2 separate regions of the Rattus norvegicus genome follow, and region 2 is linked to region 1. Evidence: chromatin contacts called from public Hi-C data. All regions are on one chromosome and are shown on one strand. Each heading gives the region's core, a stretch centred on a gene start, on an enhancer-like site or on the middle of the called end of the contact. The rest is flanking DNA. Distances are from core to core; before and after follow the strand shown.

What was found. Hi-C and Micro-C count contacts between places; a contact is called where the count stands out from the background.
Region 2: a contact with region 1 is called in a Hi-C map of liver, with 4 times the contacts expected there. The contact joins the promoter of C5h1orf122 here to the promoter of Fhl3 in region 1. A contact is called at or near these places in 2 of 12 Hi-C or Micro-C datasets (liver and mammary epithelial cells).

Annotation. Positions count from the first base shown.
Region 1 is chr5:142,234,737-142,242,270 of GRCr8, forward strand. It overlaps Fhl3 (four and a half LIM domains 3), which reads left to right and starts at 4,054. Exons shown (of 6, transcript NM_001107979.1): 1 at 4,054-4,101. It also overlaps the pseudogene LOC120103210.
Region 2 is chr5:142,391,836-142,399,369 of GRCr8, forward strand. It overlaps C5h1orf122 (similar to human chromosome 1 open reading frame 122), which reads right to left and starts at 2,969. Exons shown (of 3, transcript NM_001108678.1): 1 at 2,876-2,969; 2 at 2,587-2,788; 3 at 1,932-2,334. The coding sequence starts at 2,910. The coding sequence ends at 2,239. Yrdc (yrdC N(6)-threonylcarbamoyltransferase domain containing) reads left to right here and starts at 3,118. Exons shown (of 5, transcript NM_175604.2): 1 at 3,118-3,522; 2 at 4,047-4,161; 3 at 4,254-4,373; 4 at 6,519-6,661; 5 at 7,219-7,534. The coding sequence starts at 3,131. The coding sequence ends at 7,291.

The sequences.
Region 1 (7,534 bases), core at 2,804-5,303:
TGGTTCAATTCCCAGCACCCTTGTGGCTGCTCACAACTGTCTGTAACTCCATTTCTAGAGGCTCTGACCCACCTCACACAGACATATATGCAGGCAGAACTCCAATGTACATAAAATAAAAATAAATCATAAAAATTATTTTTAAAATATGGAATATTTTATGAATTTGCAAGTCATCCTTGCACAGGGACCATGCTAATCTCTGTATCGTTCCAATTTTAGTATCTGTGTTGCTGAATCAAGTCCCATTTTTCTCACCTTTGAGAAGAAGATTAGAAATGTATATTTAGGGCTGGTGAGGCAGCTCAGTGGGTAAAAGCACTTGCTGTGAGAGCCTGCTGGCCTTAGTTCCTGACTTAAACTCATGCTGGCAGACTCTAACTGACTCCAGGGCCAGCAAGATGCTTCACTGGGCAAAAGCACTTGCCACCAAGCCTGACTATCCCCAGGACCTACATGGTAAGAAGAAAGAACTCATTCCCACAAGTAGCCGCTGACTTCCTATACGTGTATACGCGCGCGCACACACACACACACACACACACACACACACACACACCACTGTTTTAGAATTTATTATGTATTTTTTATTTCTGTGTATATGTTTGTCTTTGTGTGAGTGAATGTCACCCGTGCTCCTGTCTGAGGAGGTCAGAAGAGGGCATCAGATTCCTTGAAGCTGGGGTTAACAGGCTGTTGTGGGTGGGAGCCGAGCTCAGGTCTTCTGGAGGAGCAGTTCACTGGCTATTGTGTCAGCCTGACACAAACTAGAGTAACTGTGGAAGAGGGAAACTCAATTAAGAAAATGACCCCCACCACGTTGGCCTGTAGGGAAGCCTATGGTAGGCTTGTGGTAGGCTTGTTTGATGGTCGGTTGCTTGCTGTGACTCCTGGGCTGGTGGTCTTGGGTGCTAGTGTGCCGACGACAACAATGACGACGACGACAGGCTGAGCAACTCATGAGAAACACCAGTGAGTAGCATGTTCTGCTACAGTTTTTTTTTATAAAGATTTATTTATTATATATATGCAGCTGTCTTCAGACACACCAAAAAAGGGCATCAGATCCCATTACAGATGGTTCTGAGCCACCATGTGGTTGCTGGGATTTGAACTCAGGACCTCTGGAAGAGCAACCAGTGCTCTTAACCACTGAGCCATCTCTCCAGCCCTGGCTCTGGCATGGTTTTTACCTCCAGGTTCCTGTCCTGCTGGAGTTCCTGCCCTGACTTCCCTTGATGCTGCTGCTATGTGGAATTGTAAGCTGAAATAAACCGTTGACTCTCTAGCTTGCTTTTGGTTATGGCGTTAGAAAACTAACAGCAAGCAGGCTCATGCAACGAACTATCTGTCTCGCCCCCCTAATTCTATTTTTAAAGAGAACTGACTCCAGAGAATTGTCCTCTGACCTCCGACACAAGAACACAGGTACACTAGCACTAGCACACACATGTGAACACACACACACACACATACACACACAAACCACCCACATATATGTACATATATATGTTTATTGGATAATTACATGAGTTCATGTATGTAAAGTGCTTAGGGAGTGGTGCGCACTGAGAGTTCACAGAGTCTGGGATCTTGGTAACACCCTTCAGTAGCACTTCAAGCCATAAAAACAAGATGAAAGATCAGAGAATGAAGTACCTTTACTGCTCACTCATACCTCAGGGCTCAGTCCTAGTTAGGGTTTCTACTGCCATGAGGAAACACTGTGACCAAAAGGCAAGTTGGGGGGGGAAACGGTTTATTTGACTTATACTTCAACATCACAGTGCATCCCTGAAGGACGTGAGGACAGGAACTCAAACAGGGCAGGAACCTGGAGGCAGGAGCTGATGCAGAGGCCGTGGAGGGGTGCTGCTTACTGGCTTGCTCAGCCTGCTTTCTTACGGAATCCAGGACCACCAGCCCAGGGATGGCACCACCTGAAATGGCACTGGACTGGGTGTTCCCCCATCAATCCCTAATTAGAAAAATGCCTGGGGTTGGGGATTTAGCTCAGTGGTAGAGGGCTTGCCTAGCAAGCGCAAGGCCCTGGGCAGCTCCGAAAAAAAAAGAAAAAAGAAAGAGAAAAAAAAAAAAAGAAAAAGAAAAAGAAAAATGCCCTACAGGCTTTCATACAGCCTGATCTTATGGAAGCCTTTTCTCAGTTGAGGTTTCCTCCTCTCGAAGACTCTAGCTTGTGTCAAGTTGACATAAAACTAGCCAGCACACTTTCCCACCATTGTCCTCACTTCATGTCAGGACAGACAGACAGACCCCTGCTGTCTGCTCCAACCAGGAATGATGGTGTTTCCTGCATTCCTGTACATTTAGAGTTCCCTAGACCTGAGAGACAAATCCCAGAGGAAGGGCCCACCCTTAGACTCTCTATTCACTGGCTAGACTCCTGATAGCAGGTGCCTGGCAGGGAGTAGCAGGGGGGTCTAAATGAAAGCAGTGTGTGACATTCTTTCCTCATTTACTGCAGGTCGAACACTGGAGTAGATACTGGGAATGCCGTAGTGAACAACAACAGAAACAAAAACAAAACAAAAAAACCCCGACCCAACCTCTGCTCTCGTGGCATTTGCAATTTAAGAATCAACAGCATTGGGGTTGGGGATTTAGCTCAGTGGTAGAGCGCTTGCCTAGGAAGCGCAAGGCCCTGGGTTCGGTCCCCAGCTCCAAAAACAAAAAACAAACAAGAATCAACAGCATTGTGGTTGGGGATTTAGCTCAGTGGTAGAGCGTTTGCCTAGCAAGCACAAGGCCCTGGGTTCGGTCCCCAGCTCTGGGAAAAAAAAAAATCAACAACATTGAAGCAATTCTTTAACTTTAAAAGGAAACCTGGTCTGGTAATTGTTTTAGGACCTAGGAACCAGACCCATGTTATGGAACGATCCTCACCAGCCTTGAAGGCTCTTAATCCCCACAAACTACCTTGGCTGGATGCAGCCTTGGATCAGGGAAGCCTCTCTGGGCATCTGAATCATCACGGAGATGCAAAGGTTATTACCAGGGTTAGTTTGTTGTCTCTTGTTTTGCAAACAGCACAACAGAGCTTCCCCCACCCCACCCCCGCCCTCCAGATCAAGGCTATTTATTTCTAGTGACAAGCCTGAGGATCCCAGGGGGGTTGGCCTCAAGGACCTGGATGGGCCTCATGTCCCTGGCAGGCGCCAGTCCTCCCTTCCCGAACCAGGGTAGAAGCTGGAGGGTCAGAAACTACACAAGTTCCCTCTCTTCTTAACCACCCCTGCCTACACCAACCCAACCCCTCACATTGTTCACACACCCTCTCAAGAAACCCAAAGCCAATGGGACCTAGGATTAGGGTCTCCCTGAGCCTGAAAGGTCAAAATTATTCCTGGGCACTATTGAAACCTCAGTGCCAGGACACAGCTGAAGATGGGGAGGCTGTTGCCTGGGCTTTCGCCACTCGCTTATAGAATAAAAATCCTTTGAAATTGAGGAGGATAGAGGCTCTCTCTCTTTAACCCAAGTTTTTAGAAAAAACAAAAAAAAACAAAAAAAAAAAACAAACACAAACCCTTGATCTCCACTGGTAAGTCAGAATCAAAACCACGCCTCCAGCAGGCTGGATTAAGGCCTCTTCCCAAGCTAAGGTTTAGTGTAACATCTGGGGATGAGCTAGAGGGAAAAGAGGAGGGGGTCTGGTCCCCAGATGGACTCTAGCTAAGTCCTGGAAGCCCCGTATCCCTGGCCTGGGATCGCTTCCAGAAATCCCCCGGGGTCGAAGGGGCGTAGAGGGCGGGTCAGGCTGCAGGGGGCGAGCAAGGAGTGGTCGAGAAGGTCAGAGCGCCAGATTCGCCTGGGCTGGGCTCGCGGCAGGCAGGAGGGGGCGGGGTCTTGCCCCCGCGGGCGGGTTGGGGGCCCGGGGGCGGGGTCCGGGCGGGGCGGGCCGGCTCACTTCCTCGGAGGCTTAGGGCCGCGCGCCCACTCGCCCACACAGTCTGTCGCAGCAGGCTACCTCGCCGCGGCTCTCTCGGCCCCCTCGGCCCGGCCCGCAGGTAGGAGCCGCCGGGAGATCGGCTCCCGCCCCACCCACGCCGCTCGCGCCCAAGCTCCCGCGCCCGCTTCGAGGTGAGAGTCCCCCCACCCACCCAGCTTCCAGCCCCTGTTTCCGCGCTGCGTTCGGACCAGGGTTGGCGCCCGGGCCCCCACCCCTGTCCTCTGCTGGGGCATCTCGAACACGGGATCCCGCGCGCCTGCACGGACCCCACCGCTCCGCGCCTCCCGGTCGGGCAGGGACCGCCCGAGTTGCAGGGGATTGGGACCAAGTTTGAACTAGAAAAGCTTTAGAGGTAGCGGGGTTGGAGAAACTGAGGCTTTTAAGGAGTCTGGTAGAACAGGGAAGGGCGCGCGCCCCAGGAGGCTACCCGGACCACACCAATGGTGGCTGAGAATGGCCGGATAAACTTCTCGAGGCGCTGCCGGGGACCCGGGTTCTGTGGAGCAATTTAAGAAGCAAAATGTATGACCCCAGGGAACTCATTGCTAGCGCCCTTCCCAGGGCCTTGGAAGGCCCCGAGGCTGGAGCTTGTTAGACTATGGCTAAATCTGCCTCCCTGAGGCCTAAAGAGACTCTCAGGTGAGAGACACTGAGACGCTGAGAGACCAAGACTTGGATGCACAGGGACAGAGATCCTCAGAGTGGAGGCCCCACTAGGACACAGTTTCAGAGATACAGGAACACCTTCACCCCAACACAAAGACAGCAGCCCAAGGGTACCGAGAGGTATGGAGTGGAGGCTAGAGTTCACTGAGGAGAGACACCTAGTGTATTCACTGACAGCTGCCCCAGGCCTGAAAGGGTGGAGGCAAAGCTAGGGGGAAATTGAGTCTTAGCCAGCCCATCCCCCAGGAGGCAGAGGACCTGAGGCTGTAACGCTGAGCTGAAGAAAGAGAGCCCCGTACAGCCTCTAAGACAGCGCCAACTTATTTTTAAACTCAAATCTTGGACGCTCTGCCTCAGCCCTAGGGGACTCTGGGGTGAATGAAATGTTCCTCTCCTGTCCTCAGAGCAGCTGCTGGATCCGCTCCCTTATCCCCTTCTCCCTAAACTGCTTGACTTCCAGGCCCTGTGGGCAAGAGGGGCGGTGGAGAGTTTGGGATTGGTGCCTGGTTGGGGGACAGGGAGAGGGAGGGTTAGAGGGGGCTCTAATTTCTCCCCTAAGTCTCTTGTCAAGGGGGAGGGGTCTTCTCTAAGTCTGAGTCACAGCTGTGGGGTCTGGCCAGGGTCCTCGTGGACTTGGGATATGTGGGGGAGCGGGAGGCGGGGAAGGGGGGTATACCAAAGGGTTGAGCAGTTGGCATGGGTGATTGGAAAGACTTCTGGGTGTCTTCCAATGGCAGGTTGACAGCTGGGGAGGAGAGCCAGCCCCGTCCTCCCCTCCCCCCATGACTGCCCCTTCCACCACTATCATAGCATTTCCAGGCAGAGCTCTCCACTAAGGGATAGGTCACTTGTGCTCCAATTGCTGAACAGTCTCGGTCATGCCCCTAGCCTGCCCCTAGTGTCTTGTGCTGAGCTCTAAACGAGCTATACACTCTGTCCTGCCTTTTGGTGTGCGGCTTGTAGTGACCGTGGGGTATGTATTGTGTAAATAACAAGACATCGAGCAAAGTGTGTGCCCCCGGGAACTACCCACCTGTAAGGTCTTTAAAGTTCCCCCTCCTCCTGTGTCCTGCTGACTGGTCTCAGTGGTTCCCTGAGACTCCTGAGGTCACATCCCAGGCCAATTCCCGCTTCAGGCCTGCCTGAGACCCACCGTCTGACCCCAGTAGGAGTTGAGGGGCTTGTAGTAAAAATACAAGTGACTACCGTTTACTTACATAAGGCTACAGACTTATGACTGGCCAGACACTGTTCTGGGGATTGTCACATTTAAGCTCAACAGCTGTCTTAGGAGAGGGAGGTAATAGTATCTCATTTAACTAGATGGACAGTCTCGGGGCATGTAAACTGTGTACCCAAGGTCACAGGATTTCAAGTCGGGTTTATATTTTGTGACCCAAGCAAGCTGTTATACACTGGACACCGTACAGAAAGATATGCTGCCACTCTGCTCTCGGAAGTTCACTGGTGTGTGTGTGTGTGTGTGTGTGTGTGTGTGTGTGTGTGTGTGTGTGTGTGTGTTCAGTCAGGCATGGAGATATGTGTGTTAGTGGAAATAGCAGATTGGGGTCATCTGGAAGACCCACTGTCTCCTCTAATCTACCCCCCTCCTAACCCCCTACTCCTCCACCCCCTTCACCTCCTCACCCCCCTCACTCTCCCACCCCCTACCTGCTACCAGGAATACAGACCATCTCCCAGCTCACCTTTCTAGTCCTCCAGCCTTGCCAGGGATGGGGGTGGGGTGGGGGGGACTGGGGAAAAGACAAGTGGGCCTTGGTGGTGCCCTTCACTCTGTCCTCATTAGAGACATAGATTAAGGGATTGGGAGATTCTGGGAAGGAAGCAGAAGGCACACCCATGCCCTATTTGGGGTGCCTCATCTCATTGTGGTGACTGGCTCTGAGGGGGTGGATCCAGGGCTAGCCTGGACCTGGGAAGGTAGCTGCTGCCGCCAAGCCCGGAAGGAAGGGCTCCCAAGTGGACTCACGGCCACAGACCACCTGTATTTGCTGTTGTGGCTAACAGCCCAGGCGATCCTCAGAGGCTGGGCCAGAGGAGACCAAGACCTGAATGACGGTGGGGGGAGAGAAGGAGAGGGAAGAGGAGGTTCTCTTCATCCTTTAGCATAACCCCTACCTGAGGACTCTCCCCTTTGAAGACTTCAGCTTTGGTCTGTCCAAAGCTTTGGTGTGTCCTGCTTTGGTTGTGAACCAGGTGTTCTCCCACCTTGTGGAAGGGAAAGTTCAAATTCATAAGCCACAAAGAGGTGGGCCCTTCAAGGCTTGGGACATCTGTTGTTGCCTGAAGTCTGAACTCTAAGGCAAGGCAGACCAAGGTGTTTGGTGAGAATTTACTGTACTTGCTGAGGGGGGTGTGTGTGTGTGTGTGTGTGTGTGTGTGTGTGTGTGTGTTTTGGGAGGGCGGGGAATGCCTTTCCTTCATCTTAAGCCAGGGCAGCTATGGAGAAGGGGGTTGGTAGGATCCTTTGCGCACCCCCCTTTAACTTCCTCCAGTCTCCTGTGCGACAATGACACCATCCCGACTTCCTGTGGGTCCTGGGGGATCTTCCTCACTGTCCAGCCCTTTGAAAGCTTGCTTCATAATGGAGCAGGGTGGAGCAGGGGAACTCTGACTTTGGGGCCAGGGAGACTGGAATTGGCCAGCAGAAGAGACCGGGAACCCCATTTCCCTGCCCCCCCCCATCCTTCATGCTCCTGTTCCAGAGGCAGCTGTGTGGGTGACCTCATCCCACAAACATGCTTTGTTCCTGAGAAAATGGAAAGTGTCTGAGGTTTGGTGGGGGGCTGGGTGTCTGCAGCAACAGCACTTAGGACTCCCCTTGTCTTACTCCCTGTTAAGAAGGGACCCCACTGGGGCTCCAGGGGCTCCCACCTT
Region 2 (7,534 bases), core at 1,719-4,218, 160 kb after region 1:
ATATATGCGTAGCTTGACAGTCGTTATCCCACATGGCCCTGGCCTGCCCTGGCCTGGCCTGGTTTTCTGCTCCTTCAGCTCTGTGTTGAAGCTGTCCATTGGAAACCGCTCTTAGCATCTCAGCAGCTGCTCAATCTATGCAAGCCTTTCCCGTGTGTCCGGGGCGCCCCCCTCAGACCCTCGGAGGAACTGCTGCAGCTGTTTCTTCAGACCGTTGTTGAAGCTCCTTTTCACGGCTTCTTGGTCCCCCTGCTCTCTTTCCCCTCTCCCCCCAGGACAGAAACAATTCCTGAAAGGAAGGGTCGGTTGTTCCTAGGTAGAATCCTGGCACCTTTGACTTTCATATCTGTAATCCCATCCATTGAAGGGAAAGGCTTCTCCAGCGTCACTGCGACTTGATTTGTGGACCTGCGCTACTGTTGCACATTTACGGCTTTTTCACACCCCCAATCAGAAATATGTTGGAAGGGGCAGGCAGCACAAGCCATTTCTGTACTACTCTCTGCACCACCGGTGTTGGTGCAGAACGACTTCCATGCTTCATCAAATCCACTTCCTAAGCCTTTAATAATCTCCCTCACCAGCTCCCATTTAGTCTTGAATCCCGGCTGTAGAGGCATTTTAAATATACTTCAGCCAAAGCGAGAGTTTCACAGATGAAGTTTGCAAGTGGTTTTGCTGTGACATGGGTGGGAAATTGTCCATCTCTGAGGTAGAAGGGGATGAGCCACAAAACTAGATGATACCACATATTTCTGATTGGTCTGTCTGTTTGGTCTGTTTCTTACATAGTCTTGGGGTAAGAAAAAGGGGTCTTGTTTCTTATGCCCCTGCTCTTGGGGAGGTTGGTCATCAGCCTGGCATTTCTCAGTTCTCCAGGTGGCACAGGGGCTTCTCAGTCCACATTGAAAGCGCAAGTTAAATTGGATCTGTCAAGATATATTATAGTACAAACTTTTTCTAGAACTGGCATTTAAAAATCATACACTGCTCCTTGGGTGGTGGCCTACTGGGACAAAAATAGGTGATGTCATGTCACTTTCTCAATTCAATGCAATTTCTACTTTTTCTTTTTACAGGAAATGTTTTCATAAAACTTTTTTCCATCAAAATCTAGGGTGTTTATTGCAATATCCTCATGGCCCTTGAGGTGCCAAGTCAGAGGCTTGCCTCCCCTTGCCTCGGGTGTTCTCAGGCTTCCCAAGGGCTGTTTTTGAGTCGACAGTCTGCATCTTTTGTGCTTTGGAGAAAATGTCACTGAGGTTGCCCTTCTCCTGAGAACTCCCCCTTGTCCCACTTTGGGGATGGTGGCTGGAAAACAGGCTTTTCTGTTTGTCTGGCTCAAATCTAGCCAGAAAAGGCCACAAACTCTTCCCTTTTCTAACACAAACTAATGATTGGCCAGTGGTCTTGGTGACAAGTTTTTAAGTCCCAAATAGTTTTATTTGAATTATGTAAAAGTATCAAATTTATTTTAAATGTAAACCATGGGAACAACAGACTTCCACTGAGCGATATGAAAACGTTACAGGTTCAGTACTTCCAAAGGAAGAAACCTCCAACCCCCAAAAAGAATACGAATTTGTATTTTTGAAGAATGTGAAATAATGGTGTTTGCTTAATTGCTCATTTTGTATAAACTTAATGTTGTACTTTAAGATATCTGCTATGAAGTGAAAATTTAACTTTTTGGAATTGAAAAAAGCAATATTAAATACTAATGAAATCTTAATTAAATGCTTATTTAAATCTGGTAGTACCTGTGGCATTACTTCCCATCCCTGTCCCTGGTTGAGATTCTCTTCCCACTACCAGCCATCAAGTCTTGGAGGGACAGAAAGGAAAGGTCAGTCACTAAGGGTCTGCATGTTTCCTTTTAATCAAGACTCTGCTGAAGTGTTTTGTGGGGCTGGGCGCCCCCCAAGCATGAAATGAACATATAATACCACCTGGAACCCCCAAAGCAGACCACACCACTCCGGCCAGCACTGCTGGCCTTCTCGAATCCGAATATTCAACACTGGATGTTCATTGGCTACATTTCAAAGCACAGTACTGCCTTCAGCCAGGACGACGTGGGAATGAACCCAGCTGTTAGTAGAGTTGCCATCCCAGGCTGAGGGCCAAGTACCAGCAACTGCCAGTGAAGACTGGCCCCTTTTGGTGAAGGGAGTTGGTCAGAGTCCAGCCATCGGCCCTGGAAAGGGACAGAAGTCAGGGTGCCCGTATAGGGAATGATCAAGACTCTGCAGCTCCATCGCCAGCATCCTTTGGAAGGCCACCTCTGGTGGATACAGATGGCTGGGGCGACGCTCCGGACTTGGCTGAACCGTTCTAGGTGGAACAGAAAGGGGGGAAAATGAGCCCGGAGGAAAGGCCTTAAGTTAGGCCCCGCAAGAATATGGCCACTTGGCATTTCGACAGTACCATACTTTTTCAAAACCTCACTCAGATCAAAGGAAATTAAGTGTAAAGCCGTGGGGATGCTCTTCCACCTGCCTCCTTTGGGGCGGGGGCGCGAGCGTGGCCAGTGCAGTCAGTGGGAAGACCCCACCTCCCCAGGCCCAGCCCAGAGTGGGCACTGACCCCGCCACCAGCCGGTTCCGGGCGCCGCCGGCCCAGCTGCCGCAGCATCTCCTCGCAGGCGGCGATGGTGTCCAGGAGCTGCCGCTGCCGCTGTTCCACGGCGTCCAGCAGCTGCTGGGCGCGTTCATCTCGGGGCGGCTGCGGGGGTGGCCTCCCGCCGAGCCCCAGCCCCGCCTTCCCACGGTCCACGCCGGCAGCCTCCCTGCCCGGGAGAGAGACCGCGTCAGGGCCGGCGCTGGGAGGCGCGAGGTCGCGGCCCCAACCCACCGCCCCGCGGGCCCGCTCTCACCCCCGTGACCAGCCTGCGCCGGGGCCCCACTCCATCGCCGCCCGTGCCACCCGCCCACCACCCCTTTGCAGTCCGCCCCGGCCCCCGCGCCGCGCGATGATTCCGCTAAGCCGAGCCCCGCCCCGTCCCCACCGTTCTTCTAGTCGCATGGGGGTCGCGGTCCCTTTAAGCTGCCCGGCGCGGAGGCGGGGCCGAGGCTCGCCGGCCGGAAGTTGAGTTCGTGCGTCACTTCCTCCCGGAAGCGAGTCTGGACGGATGTCTACTGCGCGTCCGTGTGCGGGGCTGAGGGCCGCTGTGGCGGCCGGCATGGGGCTGAGCGATGGGCCAGCGGGCTCTAGCCGCGGCTGCCGCCTTCTACGCCCTCCCGCGCCCGCTCCGGCGCTTCCAGGGGCCCGGCTGCTGCGGCTTCCGGAGAGCGAGGCCGTGGAGGCCGCAAGCCCCGAGCGCTCCGGTTGGACCGAGGCGCTGCGGGCCGCCGTGGCCGAGCTGCGCGCTGGCGCCGTGGTGGCGGTCCCAACTGACACGCTGTACGGTCTGGCCTGTTCGGCGAGCTGCTCGGCGGCTCTGAGCTGTGTGTATCGCCTCAAGGGCCGCAGTGAGGCCAAGCCGCTGGCCGTGTGCCTGGGCCGCGTGGCCGACGTCTACAGGTAAGGCTGCCCCGACCCGGCCCCGTTGGGGGCGGCACCGCGGGAGGGGTTTCCGGTGACAGCCTTGGGAGACTGAGGCGCCGAGCGCGGGAGGGGCTTGTCCTGGCTCACCGAGGAATCCGGAACTGGAAATTTGTTGGGAACGCTTAACGCTTGCCAGGATCCTCTGTAGACAGTGGGTCGAAACGCTGAGTTAGGCGAGCGTGGCACTCCTCACTTGGTGCTCTTGTGATGTGCAGAGGGGAGGCTGGTTTCGGGGTAATGTCTTCCAGAAGATAAGACAATTTGGAGTTGTATTCACGTGTCACGGCGCTGTGGTTTTGTCCCCAAAACAAGGGTGAAGACTAAAAGCCCGGGATACTCTGTGGAGTCTGTCTTAATGTCAGAGCCCCGAGGAAAAGGAAGTAGAGAGTTAGGTAGATATCGTTCGTTATACACGCAGAGGACCTCTCTGGCATCCGCCCTAAGTCCAGGAAAGGTTCATCAGGGTGATTTGGCGTGGATTTGTGCTCCTTTGCCTGCAGGTACTGTCAGGTGAGAGTACCTAGGGAGCTCCTGGAAGACCTGTTCCCAGGACCTGTGACCCTGGTGATGGAACGCTCAGAGGAGCTCAACAAAGACCTCAACCCCTTTACTCCTGTGAGTCAGATTTTAGCTTTTTCTGCATCTAAATCAGACTCCTTCAAGCCCTTAATGCCTTTCTCATATTCTCTCTTCCTTTTGCTTCACAGCTCGTTGGCATCCGAATTCCTGACCATGCCTTTATGCTGGACTTGGCCCAAATGTTTGGGGGACCACTTGCACTCACGAGTGCCAACCTCAGCTCCCAGGCCAGTTCTCTGAGTGTTGAGGTGAGAATCGACTGCTGTTTCCTCAAAACCAACATGGCTGACACTGTAATGGGATTGCCTGGCAGAAATTGGGGCCTATGGTGCGTAGGTGAAAAGGTTACCCATTTGGTGTTGGTTAGGGGAGGGTATCCAAAGGAAAGAATCTTGAAAGGGGGCAGGTGGTGCACTTGTAATGCCAGAACAAAGAGGCCAAGGTAAGAAAATCTCAAGGTCAGCCTGAGTTATTTAGGGAGACTTATTTTTTTTTTTTTTTTTTTTCTTTTCTTTCCGGAGCTGGGGACCAAACCCAGGGCCTTGTGCTTGCTAAGCAAGTGCTCTACCGCTGAGCTAAATCCCCAACCCCAGGAGACTTATTTTTTAATGAGTTGTTTTTATTTTATGTACATTGGTGTTTTGCTTGCATGTATGTCTGGGTGGTGGCGTCAGATCTCTGGAATATGGAGGTGCTGACAGTTACGAGCTGCTGTGTAGGTAATGGGAATTGAACCTTGGTCCTCTACAAAAGCAGTCAGTGCTCTTAACTGCTGAACCATCTCTCCTACCCCTAGAAGCTTTATTTATCTCTTAGAAAGTGTTGGAATTGTTTTCTCTTGATGGGCCACGGGGGAGCAGGTGCCAAGGGAGAGCAGATGTATCTTTGAATCTATAATAATAGAAAAGATGCTGGGGTGATGGTGAACATCTTTTTTTTTTTTTTTTTTAATTATTTTTTAGGTTTATTCATTTATTATATATAAGTACACTGTAGCTGTCTTCAGATACACCAGAAGAGGGCACCAGATCTCTTTACAGATGGTTGTGAGCCACCATGTGGTTGCCGGGAATTGAACTCATGACCTCTGGAAGAGCAGTCAGTGCTCTTAACCACTGAGCCATCTCTCCAGCCCGATGGTGAACATCTTTAACCCCAGCACTCAGAAGACTCAGCGATCAGCTGAGTTCCCGGCCTGCCTAATTTACAGAATGAATTTCTGGTCTTCATAGAGAGACCCTATCTCAAAGAAAAACAACAGATTACAGGAAATAAAGACAGCTTTGTGAGGGAAGTAATTGTCAGAGACTTGACAACAGTGCTGAGAAGAATTTGGGACTTTGAAATATTAGTTCTGTTCTGTCACATGGCCATTAAATGACAGTCCCAGTCCCAACTTGTTGCCAGTTCTCTCTGGCCTCTTTCTTTTTGGAGGGGACATGTTTCTGTTTGAGACAGGGACCACTGTGTATCCCAGGCTGCCTGAAACTCAAAATGAGGCTCCTCAGGCCTCCCCATTTTTGGCTCTGTACCAGCACACCTGGCCTCACCTAATTTTTGACTCCTGACCTTATTTTATTTTTACTTGCCAGATAGGCCTGAGACAAGATCACCGTAACCCTTCGACTGTGTGGTTTAGGGCAGATGAGCAGGCAAAGAAACTTCGCTCTGTTCTTACAGCACTTAAATTAGGTGCAGTAAAGGGATGGGGTTTTCTATGCTGGACCTGGGGGCCTTGGAAATGCAGTGTCTGCTTTATTTGCTCTTGGTGGCTATACATTGTGGGGCCGGGTGGGAATCTTCCCAGAGAAGGGGTAAGTTCTTACCTTGTCAACACTCCTGGACCAGCATAGTCATCTGATTTGTAGCTGGTATTGTGATTCCCCTATCGCCAAGACCCTGGCCTAACTGCATTGAAGACTCTTCACCTGGGGCAGAGGGAATCTAGCTCTGTTAACAATACACCCCACAACCATGCTCTGATCCTAACTTCACTGAGGTCTAGGATCAGGCTGCTGGAGCGTCACTGTAGGCGCCTGAGTGAAGTCATTTATATGACTCACACAGATGTGGAAAGACTGGCTCATACCCAGCATGCCACTTTTTGGAGCTAGGCCTCCCCCATCCCTGCAGTACTTGGGATTTCCTTTTCTTACATTAAGGGTTTTTTTTTTTTTTTTTTTTTTTTTTTAATGAAAGATGTAACTTGGAGTGTATCCCTAAGGTGGCTTCAGACTTGGTGCATATCAGATCCTGGGTGTTAATTGTGCCCATGACTTAGCTGACCATAACTAAGAGGTTTCTCCACTGCTTAGAGGACAGTGCTTCAATTTAAATGTGAGCCAAATATTCGAGGTGAATTAATATAGCCATGCCCTTCCTCTCATTCTCAGGAGTTCCAAGACCTCTGGCCTCATTTGTCCCTTGTCATTGATGGGGGGCCAATTGGGGATAGTGAAAGCCCTGAGTGTCGTCTTGGCTCTACTGTGGTTGACTTGTCTGTGCCTGGAAAGTTTGGCATTATTCGCTCAGGCTGGTAAGTATCTTTCTCGTGCCACTGGGGTCTGTGAGGGAGGGAGGATGAAAGAGAAGCTTTAAAATACAGATTTTCACCAGACAGTGTTTTGTTTTTTGTTTTTTGTTTTTTGTTTTTTTTTTTTTTGGTTCTTTTTTTCGGAGCTGGGGACCGAACCCAGGGCCTTGCGCTTCCTAGGTAAGCGCTCTACCACTGAGCTAAATCCCCAGCCCCCACCAGACAGTGTTAATGCATGCCTTTAATCCCAGCACTTGGGAGACAGAGGCAGGCAGATCTCTGTGAGGTCAAGGACAGCCAGGGCTACACATAGAAACCCTGTCTTGAAATCAAAAACTTGACCAAAAACGTACATACCTTCATTACTTTTGCATGGTTGGAGCCACTAAGGCCACAGAGAGGTGGTAAGTAGGCAGGGACTACGTTTGCTGGTATGGCTGGCCTTTTCAGATTCAAGTGTGTTGAACAGTGGGACGGTAATCCCTAAGAGGCTACTCAGATTCTGGTGGGCTCAGTGCCCTGAGAAGTCAAACTCTTAAACTGCCTTCTGTCTTCCTCAGTGCCCTGGAAAATACTACAGCCATCCTCCAGGGGAAATATGGGCTGCTCCCTTCACAGGGGTCCTGTTCATGAAACTTGGGAGGACCCAAGAACCATGCTGGATACTATGTGTCTACTACAGGTTGGCAAAGCCTCATTGGCTGAGGTTCCTGGAGCTACATCTGTAGCCTAGCTTTTTAGGCAGTGTCCTTGGCTCTGAATCCTGTAGGCCAGCCAGAAGCTTCGGGTTGAGCCTTGCACCCAGGGGAAGGTTATATTTACTCTGTAGATTCATGTGTCAACCGAGAATGGAGGGAAGAACATTCTTAGAGTGAC